2 separate regions of the Zea mays genome follow, and region 1 is linked to region 2. The links are chromatin contacts, called in public Hi-C maps. All regions are on one chromosome and are shown on one strand. The core of a region is the stretch at or near the end of the contact, and the rest is flanking DNA. Distances in the headings are between cores, read along the strand shown. Region 1 holds the start of LOC100382396. Region 2 holds the start of LOC100194150.

Evidence for each region. Hi-C and Micro-C count contacts between places; a contact is called where the count stands out from the background.
Region 1: a contact with region 2 is called in a Hi-C map of ear, with 2.8 times the contacts expected there. The contact joins the promoter of LOC100382396 here to the promoter of LOC100194150 in region 2. A contact is called at or near these places in 5 of 25 Hi-C or Micro-C datasets (ear, leaf and tassel).

The regions. Positions count from the first base shown.
Region 1 is chr8:45,006,414-45,011,476 of Zm-B73-REFERENCE-NAM-5.0, reverse strand. It overlaps LOC100382396, which reads right to left and starts at 2,204. Exons shown (of 1, transcript NM_001175141.1): 1 at 1,275-2,204. The coding sequence starts at 1,786. The coding sequence ends at 1,508.
Region 2 is chr8:44,427,401-44,432,213 of Zm-B73-REFERENCE-NAM-5.0, reverse strand. LOC100194150 reads left to right here and starts at 1,325. Exons shown (of 4, transcript NR_159689.1): 1 at 1,325-3,520; 2 at 3,777-3,872; 3 at 4,403-4,590.

The sequences.
Region 1 (5,063 bases), core at 955-3,454, 580 kb before region 2:
TTTGTTTGGAAATGTTCTTACCCTTGTTGGGAACACATTGCATTTGCTTCTTGTTGTGTCTGTGTTTGTTTTTACCACAAGAGTTTCTTTGATAGTTCTTAGTGTGAACATCATTTTTGGGTTTATGTTGAGTATTGGCATGTACTTCGGGCAATGGGGCAGAGCCAAGAGGGCGCTGTTGATTATTCCACAACATGAGTTCACGATGTATTTCAGCCTGAAGTAATGTTTGAATAAGTTCAACATAAACCGTGAAATGTCTCTCACGGTATTGTTGTTGAAGGATTCTTTTAGCGGGAAGCATAGTAGACAGAGTCTTTTCAATTTTATCTGCATCTGAAAGTGCCTTTTCACAGATTTGCATCTTAGTGCTGAACCTATGTACAACATGGTTGTTGTCACCAACAGTTTTGAAATCCTAAAGGCAAAGCTGGGCCCATTCATAATTGGCCTCGAGCAAGATAATTGCCTTTTGCTGTTCATAGCGTTGCTTGAGTGCAAGCCATAGTCCACGTGGATTTTCTTCCAACATGTATTCAGACTTAAGGTGTGGATGTATGTGTTGCCTTATGATGTATAAAGCAGCATACTTATGTTGATCATCTATTGGTGGAGCATTATCTTATTGTTCAAGAAGTGCATTATAAAGTCCACGGGTTGTAAGACTAACTTTTGTGTCCATAGCCCATGTGGGATAGTTGTATCCATCAAGAGCGAGTAATTCAAACTCTTTATTGGCCATTGTTCCTACATGGGGCAACCAAATCATATGGTGTTGTATAAGATGTAAAATAATACATAAGCAAGTAAATTCTTGTATCACCACTGTAAATCTCAAAATTTGTCTTAAGATTGTAGGAGATAATCACCAAAAAATGGTGTAGATCTCTGATGGGGCATTTGATGCCACTTGTTATATAACGTTGTATGAACACATTTAGGTCATCACTTGTAAAGTGTATACCTTCTTTAATTCATTATTCTCATTGGGTACGCACGTTGAGGATTAAAATCCTGTAGTAGTAACTATGCTACTACCTTGTTTATGGCCAATAGAGATCATGAATTATGGTAGTTAGCTTTAAGAAGATGTAGACCATTGTTCTAAATGATTTTTTACATTGGGTACGCACGTTGAGGATTAAAATCCCACAGTAGTAACTATGGTTCTACCTTGTGTATGGCCAATATTCAAGAATTTATGAACATTGTATTATACAAATTGAGATAAACACATTGATGATTTTTGCACTTAAACATATTAAGTATTTACACAAGTAAAATATCAGTGGCATAATCATTGATAAAGTCATGGTATTTATACAATGAAATGCTCACAAACAGCGAAATACTATTATAAACCAGCACTAAATTACATGGAGACTGAAAGGTTTTCTTGCGAATTTAGAACTGAACTTTAAAAATATAAAGGTAAATGTGTATGGGAGTGCTAGATGGGCCAACTTGTAGGTCAGCCCATTGGCGCAGGGGGAGGCGGACATTGGGCCTAGGGACCGACCCAACTATGGCGTAGTAAGGAGGGGGAGGGTAGACGGTGCTGGGCCTTGCAGGCCGACCCAACAGAGGTGCATGGCCTATTTGAGGCGCGACAGGGAAACCCTAATCGCCCTACAGCTGCCGGCGCCCTGTAACCGCCGCCGCCAATGGACGCCACCCGCCGTCGCCGCTGTTGCCGTGGAGATCCATCCATTGCCGTAGTCGATGTGGCCGCGCCAGCCGAGGGTGCACCGGCCGAGGGCGCGCCGGCCAAGAGCATCCTAGCCATGGTGGCGAACTAGGGCGCGCCGACCAAGGGTGCATCGGCCGAGGGCGCACCAGCCACGTGCGCGTCAGCAGAGGGCGCGCCGGCTGAGAGCGTCCTAGCCTTGGGCGCTCCGGTCGAGGCCCCCACGGGCACTGCCGACCCCTTGCCCCTTCTCCTGGTTTAATTCCAAGGGGTATCCCCCTTGCCAGGGGAGAAGAAGGCGCCTCCTCCACTATTAGCGTTGAGGGTGCCTACGCTCGGGAGGAAGGTGAAGGCCGGATTCCATGGAGTCCGAGCCGGTACCGGTGAAGCCGGCGTTGGTGTTGGAAGACCGGTGTCTTCGTCGATGAAGTATGGTGGCCATCCACAGCGAGCAGCGCGTTTGCTGTCGGGGTTGATGAGGATGCTGACCCCCCGGAGTAGTAACCATGTCATCCTCTGCCGGCATTCCATTCGTAGGGATGGGATGGTGGTCGTAGAGGCATGGAGCTCTAGTTCGCGCCGCCATGGTGTAACACCTCAAAACCATCAACTTAAAATAATGCATTTAAATATTAGTGGTAATTATAGTAAAGAATTTTTCTTTCAAGTGTTTGATTTTTACCTTTAGAATAAAATTTTGTTTGCTCATACTTGTTTGATGGTTGTTTTTTGGAATTTCTTTTAAATTGAAAACCCAATTAATTAATATGAGAACTTTGCTAAAAAATAAATTCTTTAATGATAAATAATGTTGGAATAATTATTCTGAATATTTAGAGATATCTAAAAATATATTTATGCCTATTTTTGTATTGGGAGATAAGGATAAAAAATAAAAACCCTAACCTAACTAACCGTGTGGCCTAGCCCACTCGTCGTCGCGCCCTGGTGCTGCGCGCCCCCCTCTCACCTCTAGGTGGGCCCAGCGCGACGCACTATTCATCTTCCTCGTGAAGACGTGCCTAGCCGCACCCGCGATCGCGCGCACCCGGCCGCCATCACGGCCACTCGGTCTTTCGCACCAAAAATCGCCGCCGTTTCCACTTCTCCTCTCCTCTTCCCCCACGTTCCCTCTCCAATCAATGGAAAGAAAACCGCCGCCATTGATGGCTGGCCATCTCTCACCCCGACTCCCCTTCTCTTCCCCTCTCTCTATAAATAGTATCGGCCGGAGCTCCCTCTCCCTTGCCGAGCTCGCCCCTCTCTTCCTCCTCGTGCTCTTTGTCCTCGCTCCCGCGCCGTGCGCTCACACCGTCGAGCTTTGCCGTGCTGTGCCCAGCCCGGTCCCGGCTCTACCAACCGAACCATGCTAGAGTCGCGCCCACACCGTCGAGCTCCGCCGTTTACCGTCGACGATCCGTTCCACTCTCCTGCTCGCCGAACACCCCCTCGCCGAACCCCTCCTCTTCGCATGAGCACGAGCCCAAGGTAGAAGAAAGTCGTTTTGCATTTTGGCCCTTCGGTTTTCTGTAAATTATTCCTGCATTTTCTGCAGTATAAATGTATTAAAAAGAAGTCCTAAAATCCTACGTGCTACTCCCCAAAGTATACGCTTAATTGTGAATAAACCCTGGCAGCAATAATATGGATGTGGATATTATTTTTATATTTCGAAAATAAATAATGTTACGATTCATTAACTTTGTACTAGAAGCGTTTACAATTAACTTCTCATTTTAGCGCATAAAACAATATTATGTTAGTAGTTGTTTAAGTATAATTGTACTGATATAAGAAATTGAAAGAGGTACTAGGCCACATCTTTTTAGTCAAGCTAAAATATAGATTTTTACTAATCATGATATAAGTATTCATACGCATATCGCTTATTCACTAAGAATAGGTAGAATATCTATTTATATCAAAATAATCATGATTATGTTACTTAAGTCCAAAATTAGTAGTTTACATTAAGTTATTAGAATATTAAAGTTATGAGATTTATAAATAACATTTTAAAGATACGTATAATTTCTATTTAGAAAAGAAAGGATAAAACCAAAAGAATATTATTGGTCATAAAGAAAATGATTAATTAGCTATTTATTTCTGTAGAATTTGTTAAGTCATTTCATCTAAACTATGCTAGGTAAAATACTTTCATAGTCACATGCCCATATAATTTTCACCAATGATAATTCAAATGGAAATTTGAGAGGATTAATAAAATAGTTATGATTTAGGCATTATTTATGAGTATAGTTGCGTGGTATGTGATTGTTCATGTAATGGTGAATGTTACCCATGTAATGGTGTATGTTTATTTATTTGGTGTATGTTTTCTTTTGTATGTACGATATGCAAATCGATATTAGAAGCTGACTATGTGGTAGACGAACCGAATACGTTTGAGGACGACCCGCAGGACACCTTTGAGCAAAGCAAGTGGATTCTCCCACTGCATTTGTATTTGTACCAAAGTAATGCATATAATAATGTTTACTTTTTGGATATTTGCATAATTTGTTGAGATTTGCCTAAATAGGATTTCCTAGAAATACCAACATTATTCCTTGATTACCCCGGGATAAATGCTATGCTTAGGGCTAGTTTGGGAACTCTATTTTCCCAACGGATTCCTATTTTTCCTTGGGAAAATAGGAATCCCTTGGGAAAATGGGGCTTCCAAACTAGCCCTTAGCAATTTTTGATACTGCTCAACTTGATAATTATGATGTCACTCTTTAATGATACTATTGTTTCGGAAATAAAATTTGTATTATTATGTTAACCCGATGGTTAAACAAGATCATTTTGTATTAAATGGAACATGGAGCGACAACCCAGGATAACAGTGCAACCACAAGTGCTATCATGGCTCTAGCTTTTGTAATTAGCTTAGTACTTGGCAACCTTTCCTAAAATATGGGCAAGAGGGGGAGCGGTTGATGGTGGCAGTTCATGTTAACATGGTGACATAGTCTTAGCTAAGCTGCCTCGCCCAGAGGGCCTCCACATCGATTTGGAAACCTTAGTAGGTTGTTTTGTACTGAGTGTATTTTGTGAAAGCGTCATAATGGATCCCTAGGCATTCACCTCGGCAGTGTTTAAGGGTCCGTACAACCCAGGTTAGATGGGATACATGGCTTGTGGGTAAAGTTGTACCACCTCTGCAGAGTGTAAAACTGATATGTCAGTCGTGCTCACGATTAAGAGCAACCTGGACCCTCACATGATAAGTGAAAATAAATCGTGATCCAATGATCCATAAATGATTTGCTTAAGTTGTTTCACTTAAGTGTTTTTGATATAATCATATATTTATGTTTAATTGGGATACTTTGGTATACACTTTCAATTAGTAAGTTAGGCATTG
Region 2 (4,813 bases), core at 76-2,575:
TGACATATGGACAACCATTTTTTGTGTCACAAACTTGGATCCATATGCTTCTAAAGCCTTCAGGTGTGTTATTTTTCCTTCATCATTAAATATTTGTTTATTGTTCATATTATCTATCTAATTTTATTTTATAACTGTATAGGAATATGTACATTGAGTGGGCTCACACCTAGATGCTTCGAACATGCATGAATATTATGACTACAGCTGAATATGTTGATACATTACCATTTGGCTATTGCTTTGCATTGCAATTTGTGTTATTGAGCAATCTATGTTATGGAAAACTTTATATGTACTTGTATGACATAACTGAAACCCTCTATTGATGTGTGTTGCATTCAATTTGTGGTTTTCTATTTGCAGATGTAAGTTTTATGTGTTTTTGTGTATTGAATTATTTGTGAATATATTAGTATTCATTCTTCGACGTGATTTTAATAAAATACTGATAAATTCTACCATTTTTTCTAACTAAACTGCGTTTGCCGGTCAAAAATCACCGAAATTCGGTCTTCCAAATTTGAGAACGTACACGAGAAATGCGAAATTCAATTATTTACCGTTTTTGGCTGCAGACAAAAACGAATGAAAAACGGGACCATTAATCCTGCTAGGGACACAGAGATTCTTTATCTGTCATCCACGGGAGACGGCGAGACGCGCGTCCAGAAGAAGCGTCAGCGGCGCCTCCGAACGCCCGCTTCCCATCCTCGGTCTCGAGCTCTCGGCAGTCTCTTTTTACCAGCTGTCGACCGGCCTGCAGCTCTCTGACAACGTGGGTTAACTGTCCCATTCCGTACCAGTTAGAACCGTGTGCGTTTTAGAATACGCGGTCACCTCCGCTTCCTCCGTCCCGTCATCGCCACGCAAACACATGTCTTTCCCTCCCAACACTCACAGACGTGCAGGCCCCACTCCGGCCACCCAACCCACCTTCTCCGACCGCCCCGTTCCTTCCGGTTCGTTTCGTCGACTAATCTCCAAACATTTTTTTCCTCTTCACAACTCGGCAACTGCTGACTGCCCCGCACTCATTTGCTCTCCACCCCTACCGCCTGCCTCAGATCTCGATGCGGCGCAAGCTTCCCGGAGACGCGCCGCTGTCGGCGGCGAGGGCCGGTCATGCTTCGTCCGCATCCGCGCCGTCCGAGGCGGACCTGGCTCAGCTCTCCGCGGCCATCGCAGCCGGGGAGGACCTGGGCCCCTTCGTGCGCCGGGCCTTCGCGTGCGGCCGCCCCGAGCCGCTGCTCGCCTCGCTCCGCGGCGCGGCGCGGGACCGAGAGGCCGAGATCGAGGAGCTCTGCCGCGCACACTTCCACGATTTCATCCGCGCCGTCGACGACCTTCGGTCCCTCCTGGCCGACGCCGATGCGCTCAAGGGCTCCCTCTCGGCGTCCCACTCCGTGCTTCTCTCCTCGGCGGCCCCGCTGCTCGCCTCGCTTGAGTCCTTCCTCGCTGCGCGCTTGCTCGCGGGGAACCTCTCCTCCGCGCTAGCCTCCTCCCGACGGTGCGTACGGCTGCTCGCGCTCGCGGCGCGGGCGAACGCGCACCTCCAGGCCGGCAACCATGGGCTCTACCTCGCCCTGCGCGCCGTCGACGCCATCGACCGTGATCTCGCCTCGGGATCCGAGCTGCTGCCGCTACCCGCGCTCCGCCGCATGCTTCTCAGCGTCGTCCCTGCGGTGCGCGCGCATGCCGAGCGCGAGATCTCCAGGGAGTTTTCCGACTGGATGGTTAGCATCCGCGCTGCTTCGAGGCACCTCGGTCAGGTGGCCATCGGCCGCTCGGCTGCCGCCAGGCAGCGCCAGGAGGAGCTCCGCTCCAAGCACCGCCCGCTGGAGGGCTGCATCACCTTGGATGACGATGGAGTTGGTGACCTCGATGATTTTGCGGCAGCCGCGGCAACTGCTGACGCGGCAGATGGTGCTGCTGCAGCCTCTTTTGACCTTACGCCGCTCTATCGAGCGATGCATATACACCAGACGCTGGCGCTGGGTGAGCGGTTCAAGAAGTACTACCTGGAAAACAGGAAGCTGCAGCTGACATCGGACTTCGATGTCATTGCGGCGACGCCATTCCTAGAGTCCCACCAGGTGTTTTTCTCGCAGATTGCTGGGTTTTTTATTGTTGAGGACCGGGTGTTTAGAACAGGGGGTGGGCTTACATCTCGGCCAGATGTAGATGCACTTTGGGATGCTGCTGTGGGGAAGATGGTCTCTGTGATGGAAGACAACTTCTCCAGGATGCAGACAGCAAATCACTTGCTTCTCATCACTGATTATGCTGCTTTGCTTTCGGCCACAATGCGGCGGTACGGTTATCCAGTAGGAATGCTGCTCGATGTGCTGGCTAAGCACAGAGACAAGTACCATGATTTGCTGCTTGCAGATTGCCGTAGGCAGGTGGCAGAGGCACTGGCTGCAGATAAGTTTGATCAGATGCTCATGAGAAAGGAGTATGAATACTCAATGAATGTCCTTGCATTTGGAATTCAGAGCTCAGACATCACCCCAGCTTTCCCATACGTTGCACCGTTCTCCTGCACTGTCCCAGATATTTGCCGTATTGTTCGCTCATTCATTGAAGATTCTGTGAGCTTCATGGCACAAGGGGGTGGTGGGGATACTTATGCAGCAGTGAAGAAGTACCTTGGCCGTATCCTTTCTGAGGTGGTGGATGCTTCCATTCAAAAACTTGTTGATTCAGGCAGTGGTCTAAGTGTGTCCCAGGCAATGCAGGTCGCTGCTAACATGTCTGTGATGGAGCGGGCATGTGAGTTCTTCACACGCCATGCTGCACAACTGTGTGGTGTGCCACTGCGTGCTGTGGACCGTGGTCGGCGGGACTTCCCACTTCGCAGGTCACGTGATGCTGCGGAGGCGCTCCTGCTGCGGCTCCTATGTGCTAAGGTTGATGAGTTCATGCGGCAATCTGATGGTGTTAACTGGATGGCTGATGACGCTCCTCCTGGCGGCAATGAGTATGCCAACGAGGTCATCATCTACCTTGAGACGCTCACATCAACTGCACAGCAGATCCTTCCCCTTCCCGTGCTCCGCCGTGTACTTGTGGCAGTGCTTGCCCACATCTCTGAAAGGATCATTGAGCTCTTCTTGAACGATTCAGTGAAGCGGTTCAATGCCAATGCGGTCACTGGAATAGATACTGATCTCAAAATGTTTGAGACGTTTGCAGAGGGCATGTCTAGCCTGTTCGTGGACTCAGGTCAAGAATCTGCAAAAAATGAAATGAAGGCTGCACTTGTGGAAGCAAGGCAGCTAGTGAATCTTCTTATGAGCAATAGTCCAGAGACTTTCCTAAATCCAGTGATTCGTGAAAAGAGCTATAACAAGCTAGATTATAGAAAGGTTGCAATCATCTCAGAAAAGTTTAGAGATACCTCAGAGAGTTATTTCTCAACATTCGGAACAAGGGGTGCCAGGCAGAACCCAAAGAAGAAATCTCTGGATACCCTGATCAAGAGGCTCAGAGAAGCCAGTTAGATATCCTCCCTGCTGTAAGATTATATACATGCAACTGGCTTCTCACATCCTGATTTTTTCATGAAAGTCTGTATCTTGTTTGTGTTATGCCTGTTTCTTGTTAATCTTGTGCTGTAACTTTGCTGTTGTTAGATTCTATGTTTCAAATGTGTGGATATCTTCCTGTTGATTCTATTGCCATTTACTATATGATCGAGAATCTCATAATGGTTAATTTTTCCTGTGAGGAGAAAGTGCTTGATAAGCTCACTATTTTATATTTTTCTTCAGAAGATAGGGATGCTTTTATTTCCTCCCTCCAGTTCCATGCACTTGGTGACAAGCGACTTGATGTTATATATTTGAAAGTTATAAAGGTAAACTTTGGTAAGAGATCAACAAATTCTTGTAGCTTTATACTGCTAGGAAGTGATTACTTCATAAGTAGCAACACATTAGTATTTGTAGCAAGTTAGTGAAGGCTGTGCAGGCACACCTAGGTGATCTAAGTTTAGTCTTTGTCATAGCATGTCTAGTTTTTCTGTAAGTCCGTAATATAAAGCTTCCTTTCTCCTGAGTTGGTTTATTTATTTTAAAAGTAGTTATGAATTGTTTATTATATTAGAAGATACAGATTTCCATTTGTTGCTTTGACACAACACTACTCATATTGATTTGAACTTCAAGGTTGACTGACAAATTATTGGACTGTGGGAACCATACAAATGACATGAAATGTCTCTTCAATCCTTTAGCTCACTGTTGGCTATCTTTTAAAAATTCTGAAAAATAATGTACAAACCTAATTTAAATGGAGTAAAATGTTTGTTGAGTTTTGAGTACAGTTGCACATGTATATCAACTTCGTCCAAATTATGCCTCACATTGATTGTCATCCCTTTTTTGGTTGCATTTAGGGGCTTTGGAGTTCAATTTACCTCGCTGTTTAGGTATATTGAAATTGGATGATGACTAACAGGGTAGATGATTGTTTGGAGCTGCAGAACCTCAGTCATTTTTCCTTACCAATTCAGAAATAGCGAATCTTTAAATCAACAGAGGATTTTCCTACCAATATAGAGAAACCAGATCCATAAAGAATATGGTATCCTCTTTTTATACTTGTTTTGTATCATATTTGTAGTACTTTTTATATAACTTTGGCCAAACTTAAATCGTTTGACTCCTCGAAAAGTGACAATCGCTCTTTTTTGTGGATGGAGAGAGTAATAATTGATAACTTGTTGTATATAAATTTTAAAATTCAAGTTCCAAACTAGGGCAAGTGTATGGTGAACATTTTTTTCATTACTTATGTTTTAATAATT